Linked DNA regions of Gossypium hirsutum: region 2 is linked to region 1. Evidence: chromatin contacts called from public Hi-C data. All regions are on one chromosome and are shown on one strand. The core of a region is the stretch at or near the end of the contact, and the rest is flanking DNA. Distances in the headings are between cores, read along the strand shown.

Region 1 (5,030 bases), core at 1,199-3,698:
TGATATTACAGGTCCGTATCTCTGTTCAACATTTAACTTCTGTTTGTTAGAAAGAATACAAGCAGCAAAACAACCCGTTTTATCATTTCATCAACTTGCAGTAGAAATTCAGACAAAAGCAACGAGGAAATTTAAGTGACAGAGTTAACCAAGGTAGCAGTTAGAAGCAGACATAATTTTAGAGAAGAAACAGATGAATAGTATGATCTACCACGGGCAATTTGCCACACAGCCATTCTTTATTTCCATTTACCCTTTACTATACTTTTGAAATCTTGTAATCAAGACGCATTTTCATTAATACAACATTAAAAACTTAAATCCGTTGAAGAATGGACTAAAATTAGGTTGCTGCCTACCTGAACATTGTCATAAAGCTCAAACAATGGTACAGCAAGAAGTTTCAAATTTTTTGGTACTGCAAAGTACTCTTTCTCAGACAAATGGACAAGGAAAAGCTTCTTGCATTCCTGCAATCATATCAATAACAGAGATTGAGAAAGGACAGGATAGGTCATAAATAGAAACATCAAGTAACTAAAAGATCAACAACATCTACACGATACCTTAGGTTTTGTGATGTGGGGAGGACAATATGGATACATTATGGTCTCAAAGTTGGGCCTCCACCAGATGGCCACGCACTCACCAATCTGAAACAAGATAACAAGGAAGAGAGAGAAATGTGAATTAAAGAAAATGTTTCCAAGCTACAGCATTACAATGATCAACGGAAATTGTTAGGAAAACATGACTAGTCATCTTAGTAAGATAGTTACAAAAATCTGTACCTGCCAGTCTGGCACAAGAGCAGGTGAATTAGCTCCAAGCTTGCTGGTCAGCTTCCTTTTCAAACCCTCAATCTCTGAAGCCAAACAAACATAAGAGCATAGGTATTACAAAGGACACAGAATCTCCAAAATAGCACAGCAGAAACGATGTAAGGAGAACAACATAAAATGAAAATAGTTAAAAGATGATACCATTCTCTCCAGGCTTCAGTCGTCCACCAGGAAGTTTGCAGAATGTGTTCCCAATTTGCAGAAGAAGAATGTGAGGATGATTATGTTCTTGGACCTGCATGAGAAGGTAGTATAAGCAATCGAAGGGAAAAAAAAACATTAAAATGGTCATAATTAGAAGCCAACTTTTTGTAAACCACACAAAAATTATGGTAAGTAGTAAGTTCAGCAGAAGTACAAGATAAACTCATAATGCCAAAGAGAATGCTAATTCCTTTAGATATTATCATAGACAATGATAATTAAAATATACATATAAATTCCATAAAAAAGGGGCCTTTCATGTATTAGGATGTAATTCCTCTTTATACACATAAGACATAGTTGTAAATTTCTTCCAGGTTGACTATCATGGCCATATGTAAACACATGTACGGGCTAACTACTGTGTATAGAAAAGTAGGAGTGAAAACCATTACCACTCATATTTGCAAAAGAGAGAGAAGCATAAACATTATAAGGTTAAATCTTGTTGGTTATTATGATGTAATGGCTAAACAGAGGTACAGTTACATACCAATAAATTCAACGCTAGTTCTCATGCCCTCTTTCATGTAACTGCAACTCCAATAAAAAAAATCGATTACTAACTTAAGCTCATAAAGGAAAGTTTCAACATGCCAATCTGTAAGTAATCTAATGACATCCACGATAAATTCTTCAAGTAATTGGCACCTGTTTTCTTTTTTGAAAAAGGGTTTTCTTGCTTTTGCTTACCCAAAAACCAAGTCAATACTTTTACATCGTCTAAAATACGAGAAACAAAATCAAAATCTCAGTTCAAATGTTATAAGGTTTCTACCAGTAAATAGGTTTTGAACTACATATTGCCCCCAGATCCCAACATGATCTAAGAAACGAGAAGCAGCTAGGGTTTCGAAGACCACCGACTCAACTAATTCGAACAGTCCAACACAAAGCAATTCAAAATTAGCCCTTTTTTCCTCATTTTCTTTTCCATATTTCTGAAACAGAATAGTACAAAGGAACCCTAAGCACATGAAAAGCCAACTTCAAGTCAGCATTCTCAGGAGCCAAAAGGGAAATTGGGGTTTATCTAGGGTTTTTAAAAATCCTGAAAAAATATGAAATTATACAAAGAATAAAATGAAGAAAGTGAAAAAATGAATTACTTGACTTTCATGCGAGCAAGGCGATCGGCGACGGACGTGTCCTTCTCCATCTTCGGCTCTTTGGTACCAAAGGTGTAGCTGGACAAAGGGTACGTGTTAACCACCGGTGACATTACCATCTCTCCCTCTCCGAGTCGAAACGTTTGTTTCCCCGGCGGCAAAATCGATTGTGGGTACGGAGAGAGAAGGGTGGGAAAGGTCAATGAATATTGTCTTATTAAGGAGTTAAGCCCATTGATAATAATCAGGAAAGGGCCTAACCATTGTTGTAAAATGGGCATATGTTTATTAGGCTCATTGCATTTGTCGATATGTCACATTACTCATTATCTGCTATTTCCGCTCCTTCTTAATCCTTTCTAATACAACCATTACAAATAGGTCCATCGTATCAACATCATCAACTAAGCGCAGGAAATTAAAAGATTTGAGTTTAAAAATGGTTAATAATGGTGATCTCAAATTGAAGTTTTGCCCAAGGTACAATCTTCCTACACTTGCTCTCTAAGTCCAATTGTGATTGGTATATAAGAAAATACAACACAAAGCTACTAGAAATCTAATTAAACTAAGTATTTACAATAGAATCTAAAAAGAAAATTGATACAAAACCCTAAAAATATTAAAGAAATCTTTTTTGTCCACCCTTTCCTCCATTGACCTTTTAAGTAAACCGCAAATCGCGACAATATTGGTTCATCATTGTGACTTACTCCACTATTTTGCAACACTGTATCTCCTTGGCACACATTTGAGCATTAGAAGTCAATGGCAAATGTCGCGACGTCTTCTTCTAAAAGTTGAGACACTTGCTACTACCATTTCTCCAACATTGCTTCTAGCACTAAGGACTTTCATATAAAGTAATGAATTGAATTGATGAGATAATGCTAAAAATGAGATGATGAATTACGCGCAATTCAAAATATTAGAAAGTGTTTGAATAGTTGAGTTGTCTGGTTCTTGTGTGCTTGATCCATGTCACCCCATTAGAAAGATGACAAGCAAAATGGTTTAGACTTGAGCTATTTCATACATTTTATAGCATTTTTTGGTTTCCACTGTATTTCTTATATATATATATATTCTTAGGATAAATCGATTTCAAAAGATACCATTCTCATTTTCCTAGACGAGCACTCATATTTTTAACTCCACATTTTCCTTTCTCAACATTTTTCTCTCCAATTTGAAAAAGGTCATAGATACACATACACGAAACAAACATTAAGGAGGTGTTTGTTTAATGGGAAATGATTTACGGGAAATATTTTATATATATTTTTATATTTGTTTCATAGAAAATAACTTGGTTAATAGTAAATGATTATAAGTCAACAAAAATAAGCCCTTTTTTCTTGTAAATTGATTTATCTTTTTGAAAAGTATAAGCCATTTTCTAAAAAAGAGCCCTTTTACATGTAATTTTAATTTTGTATAAAAATTAACTTGAATCATGCATGATATTCTTATAATAATTTTCTTTGAAATATATTATTTTTATTTTTACTTTGAAAATTGTTTAAAAATATTAATATAAAATATTATAATGTTCAATATTATTAAACATGCATTCAATAATATAATAAATTAATAATCTAATTTATAATTTTAACAAATTATTTAATATTACAATTTTATTTTAATAAATTTTAACAATAATAATTTTAAAATTTAAATAATATTCTTAATATATTATTGAAAAATACTTATATTAATAAATATATTACAATTTATAAATATTTAATATTAATTTTTTAATGTATAAAATATGAATATTTAAATTATATAAATATTTGTATTTGTTTAAATTAGGATTAGCTTCATTTATTCCTTTCAACTCTAATGAATCACTACCCACTCTCATATATGTAATATATGTAGTTTAAATTAAGTTTTAATTAGGCATTGTTGATTATTAAGTTTATATATGATATTAATTATTATAAAAATTATTCTTATTACAACATAAATTTTGATTGTCATAAGAAAATGCTACTAGAATATTTTTTAACACATATATTTATGTTTTGTTTGTTATACTAAGAACAACTTTTAGAAAATGATTTCAAGAAAATTTGTCAAACAACGAAAAATATTTTGCCTAGAATTGTCCAAACACCAGAAAATATCAAACTTTCTAGAAAATTGATCTATTTTCAGTGAAACAAATGCAACCTAAAGAAAATAACTAAAAAGAAATAAAAGTACTAACTAATCTACTAGGAAAGACAATATAAAATGAAAGGTAAGAATGTTCAAACACTAAGTGAAAAAGGTTACTCATCCTCCTCCTACTCTTCCTTAAATTCTTCTTCAACAACCTTTTTAAGCTTTCTTCTCTTAAGCTCATTAGTAGGAGGAGGTTCATCCACGAATAGCTCTTGTAGCTATTGTATATGCTTGGAAAAATGGTGTATGTAACAGCCCGATTTTAGCTAAATCAGAATAGTGGTTTTGGAACCACAAATCTGAGGTCAAAAAATTATTTTAATATTATTTTATGTGTTTACAGCATGTGACTATATATGTGTGAAAATTTCGTTAGTTAATTTTATCGTTTAATAGCTCAATTTGAGAAAAAAAGACTAAATCGCGTAAAATGCAAAAAGTTGCATTCTATATGATAAAGGTGTCTAATTGATATGGTTTATTAAATGTGAGGTCCTTATGATTTAATTAGACCATGATTAGTGGAATTTGACATAAATGGCCAACCATTAAATGTTTTCTTAATGTTTTAATTAAGGTTAAAATGGTATTTATATAATTAAGTTAATTATAATAAAACATAACAAAATGGTTCATCATTTCTCATCTTTTTGAACTGAAAATAAAATAAAAGAATATGGTTTTAGTGCTTACACCATTCGGA
Region 2 (5,030 bases), core at 2,285-4,784, 670 kb after region 1:
AGCTTTAATATTGCATGTATGGTAAGTACATACATATTTGATGTAATGTTGTATCATATGTTTATTGCCTAAATTGTATCATGAATTATGCTTTGATTTCTCCATGAATATGTGATTGGTGCTATGAGCATTGAAATCGACGTTACGAGCAAATTCTATAGAAATGTGGTATTGAAGAATCCCATTTTAACCTTAGGAATAGTTTAGGATACAAGTGACATGTCACTAGGAACTATGTGATCTGAACTCATTGAGTTGTGGTCTGAGTTCATGATATATATGGCATCTGAACTCATTGAGTTATGGTCTGAGTTCATGATGTATGTGACACATGTTTTGGCGTCCGGGTACTGGCCTTGCATATTCTACCAGTGACTGGGTAGTCCGGCATGTGTTGCAGATACCTGACGGCCTATGTGAGTAGACCCCTGAGTAGCTCGAAAGCGAGCAACATGTGATATGTGATATGAGGTAGCATTTGCTACATATGAGACATTTAGGTGTGAGATTTTGATGTATCCGATAGTATTTTGAGTGTTCAACGGGTGGTCCAAAGAGAATTTCAATGGTAATCTTGATGAATATGTCAAAGACAAGAAAGTAAGTTGTTATGTGCAAGTGGGCACAGGTATGTATATCAAACTCATGAGAACATCATGGGATGTGATGAACTTGTGGTAAGGATATATATATGAAGAATAAGTTTAAGTGATTAGATAATAAAGTGCAAGTTTATGGTTATTAAGTTAAATGTATGATTAATTCTTGTTTAAATTGCATTCTATTTGCATGTGAACTTACTAAGCTATGAAGCCTACCCCCTTTCTTTCCCACCTCCTATAGGTTTATTCAGCTAGCTCAGGTTGGAGATCGTCGGAGATTCTATCACACTATCAAGCTATCATTTGGGGTATAAGTAAATGTAATTATCTTAAGTTTATGGCATGTATAAGGACTTAGTCATTTTGTGTATGTGTCATTATGATATGGCCAAATGTATTAGCTTCTAATGAATAAGGATTTGATTTGGTATGTAGCCATATAAATTGGCTTATATTGGCTAATGAGTTGCAAGCATATTAATTACTCATATGCCTATGCCAATGTCATTGTCTGATGTGGTTTATAATGGTATGTTAATGAAAGTTAGTACAAGGGAATCATGAAAGAGTAAAATTAGCATTAAAACAATTTTGGACAACAGCAATAGTACAACTTTGAAAAATCACCAAAAATTGTGAAAATCGAATCAAGGTTGAATAAAATATAAAATTAAAGCTTATTGAGTTTAGTTTTACATAGAAGAAACGGTGTAAGAAAAAGAATTTCATTTTGTGAGATATTTGAATTTTTATGAGACAAGGTCAGAATGATTTTGGGTTCCCTTGTTCTGAATTTGGAAAATCATTAAAAATTTTATAAAAATACTTGGGGATTCAAATTTATATGTTTAAATTTTTAATGAGTCTATTTTCAATAGAAACAAATGAGAATATCATCTGAATCCTGTACTAAGAGATAATTGATTTTTAGTGAAGAAAGATTGAAACTATCAAATAGCAGAATAGAGACGAATTTGAAGAATTAACTGTACTTATTGGCTAAACAATAAATTCTGAAAATTTTATGGTAGAAAGATATTTGAGTCTAGTTTCGAAAAATCAAGCGGATCTTAATTTATAGTTCTGTAGTTTAAGATATAAATAATTTAGTGACTATGACTCAAGTGGATAGTTTTGTTATGAACAGTAAATAATTGTTTTGATATGTTTAAGCCTTGATTATGGTTGTGTTGGTAGCTTCATTGTGCCATGTTAAGTTCCATTGAAAGTGTGTATTGTGAGTGCAAATGAGGGTGGCAAATGGCTCGGTAAATTGTCATTTCCTTGGCCAAATGGGCAGAGACACAGCCGTGTGTCTCAACCTTATGAAGGACACAGCCTCGAGACACGGGCGTGTGACTTGGCCGTCTGACCCCAAATTGTGCATGACATCATAACCAAAGAGTTACACGGGCTGAGGACACGGGCGTGTCCTAAGCCACACAAGCGTGTGACTCTCCAAAGTATGAAAATTTTCTAAGTATAGTAAAAGTTCCAAAAGTTTTCGGTTTAGTCTCGAACCACTCCCAACGTATGTTTTGGGCCTCGTGGGCTCATATAAGGGACGATATGCATGTGAATGGATAAATTTGATTTTGTCCAAATTTTATGGTCCGGTTTTATATGAATGTTTATGTTTAAGTCCGGTAACGCCTCGAACCCTGTCCCGGCATTAGATATGGGCAAGGGGTGTTATAGATTTAAAGTAAATGTGGCCACAGATCGTCCGTCTTTATGATGGATGACTTGATCACGATTTGATAGTGATTGACTTTTCATGAAAGAATATGTAATGGTTACAATGAGACAAAATAGGATCATATTAGGAGAAGGGATATTATCCTAAAGAGATCAAGGAAATCCTATGAATGTAGCACACTTATGACAAGGTCAATGGATGAGCACTGTGTAGTTACTTTCGTAATGGTATGTCGTTGGGGAGAGCTCAGTCACGATACTATAGTGGTTACTAAGACCTCCAATGAGGTTCTAGCGTGCTAACCATTAAGCTTAAGCCTATCTTTTGTTCAATTTTTACCCCCAACAGTACTTATTTTAGTGAGGTTTTTATCCTAAGCTGCTAAAATAAAAGGAAGAGAAATAGAAGGAATGGGGTTTAAACCTAGGACTTCTAAGATGAATGCACTATCCCTTAATCATTCAACCTATGCCTTATTTTTTTGTCTAATTATTTCTGTTAACCCCTATTTCCTAGGGCATGACAATATATTAGTTTTTTTTTATGTCGTGTGATGCATGGATTAGTTGTATGTATAAATTAAAAAATATTTATTTGTGAAATTTATTTAAAAATTTTGTATATTTTTACAAATAACATGAAATAATGTTTTTGAATAATATATTAAATATTGTCTAGTGTAAACTATTTAAATACTATATTTTTAATATCATAAAAATAATTATATTGTACACTATAAAAAATTTAAAATTGAATAGATACTGTTTAAATTTTAATTAACTGTATAAATAATTTATTATAAAATTTATAATTTTTATTAGTTAATAATTTTTTTTAAAATTAATTAGTCTAAAAATTAATTTTTATACCAATTATAAGCTTTAAAAAGTATTCCAATGAAAAATAAAGGTTTGCATATTTTAAAAATGATTATAAGTAAAATTTTATACTAATTATAATCTTAGTAATGCGTTGGAATTGGATCAATTTACTATGAGCTTTACAAAAATTAAATGATAAATTGAGAAGACAAACTTTAGACTTAATTGAAAATATTTAAAACAAATTAGAGTTAAATTATTTGTTAGTTGAAAGACCTGCTCTGAAAATATCTCAAACCCCCCCCCCGGGGCCATATATTTATTACTTGCCATATATTATTTTTTGATTTTCTTCCTCATTAAAATATTTAAATTATATTCCTTATTATCCATGATTTCTTCTTGCAAATTTAAAGGTGATAAATAATATTATTTTGTAATGTGTAAGATATTTATTGAATAAGAATGTTAATTTCATAATTTTAAAATCAAAATATATAGTTGTTAGAGTGCCAAATGTGGAAATATGAAATTAGTAATAGAATGTTTTTGTTTTGGATTTCGCAGCTCCGCAAGTCAACATTAAGTTTTCAGCGTTGCCTTTGGGCTGCTAAGGACTTGCGTGCCAAGATCTACACTCATACTTATGACTCAACGGAAAAGTCAACGGAGTCAAAGGTGGAGATAGCCCAATTGCATTCGGATTCAACCGGTAATTGAAATTAATGAAAGGGCAGAATTGGTAAAAGAAATAAGTAATATAAAATACTTAAAATCCCCCAAAATGGAAATTTTTTGGTATTCAAAATCAACAGGAGCGATCGGAAGGTACAAATTTCTCTCTCCAATTGCTTTTTCGTTTTCTTTTCTCTGTGAATTTGAAATTCCTTCGGTGAAATTTTAAATTGATGGAAATATTTCTCTGATTGTTAATGGTTATTGGAGTTTATTTTGCCGTTTTAACTTTTCTTGTTTATATTATCCATTTTCTCAGCATCCATCTGAACTGAGCTTGATAGCCTGATCCTTGGACTGAATTAGCTATATACTTCATTCATTTGATTATTTTTTATGTGCCTTTTGCTTCTTGGTTCTTTTGATTCTAGGTTTAATTACTTGCATGTAGTTGTAATTTTTTACTATAATTTCTTATATTTATATATTTAGGGATTTCTGGTTAAGTAGTTGTGTAACCTATGCAATCACTTTCGGTTTCATTTTCTTGTGCCCCTGATTCATGCACCAGTTAACTGTTTTAGGCATCATCCATTTTGAGTGTACATTAATTCTTTTTGTCCTTGCTTTATATTTATATATATATATATGTTTTGGATCTTAAGAGTGGTAAACCACAAATCTTTGAACGTATTAGTGTTTACATTTGGGAATTGAGAATCTCTGTGACTCAACATGGCTACTGATTTGCTTGTGGATGTAGCCCTAGAATAGTGAGATTTTGCTGCCAGGTTTTGTCTTGATGAAGTTGCCCTTGAGGATTAGTTTATTTAGGATAATTCTGTTTTCCTCTCATGGCCACTACTGGCATTTTCTGTTTTTATGTTTGACATGGTTCTCTGGAGTGTGAGTAGTTAAGCTTTTGCCACATTTGGTGTTGTAACTTCTTTTCTTTTCTGGTACCTAATTTCTGAATTTGTATTGTTATCAACTCAGAAGACTGTTTGCCTTTGAACTCTTTCCAGTTTGATTCTTTTTTTGACACTCTTATGTTTAATATAAAGTAAAAGCCAGCACAAGCCTGATTTTAGCATGAATTAGTAATTTCACTCTGCATTATCTGCAGAATAGTTTAGTGTTTCATTTTTTTATGTTAAAAGTGTAGCTAAGTGATTACGATAATGTTTCATTGGATCAGGACTACTTGAAGCTTGCTGTCGGCACACCGGAATT

Evidence for each region. Hi-C and Micro-C count contacts between places; a contact is called where the count stands out from the background.
Region 2: a Hi-C map of leaf shows a contact between it and region 1, with 2.8 times the contacts expected there. The contact joins the promoter of LOC107919833 here to the promoter of LOC107922941 in region 1. A contact is called at or near these places in 8 of 34 Hi-C or Micro-C datasets (callus, leaf and petal).

What each region holds. Positions count from the first base shown.
Region 1 is chrA08:63,849,805-63,854,834 of Gossypium_hirsutum_v2.1, forward strand. It overlaps LOC107922941 (pre-mRNA cleavage factor Im 25 kDa subunit 2), which reads right to left and starts at 2,449. Exons shown (of 7, transcript XM_041074466.1): 1 at 2,156-2,449; 2 at 1,544-1,580; 3 at 984-1,089; 4 at 792-865; 5 at 567-653; 6 at 360-470; 7 at 1-21. The coding sequence starts at 2,436.
Region 2 is chrA08:64,519,661-64,524,690 of Gossypium_hirsutum_v2.1, forward strand. It overlaps LOC107919833 (protein phosphatase inhibitor 2), which reads left to right and starts at 3,535. Exons shown (of 5, transcript XM_016849324.2): 1 at 3,535-3,950; 2 at 4,996-5,030.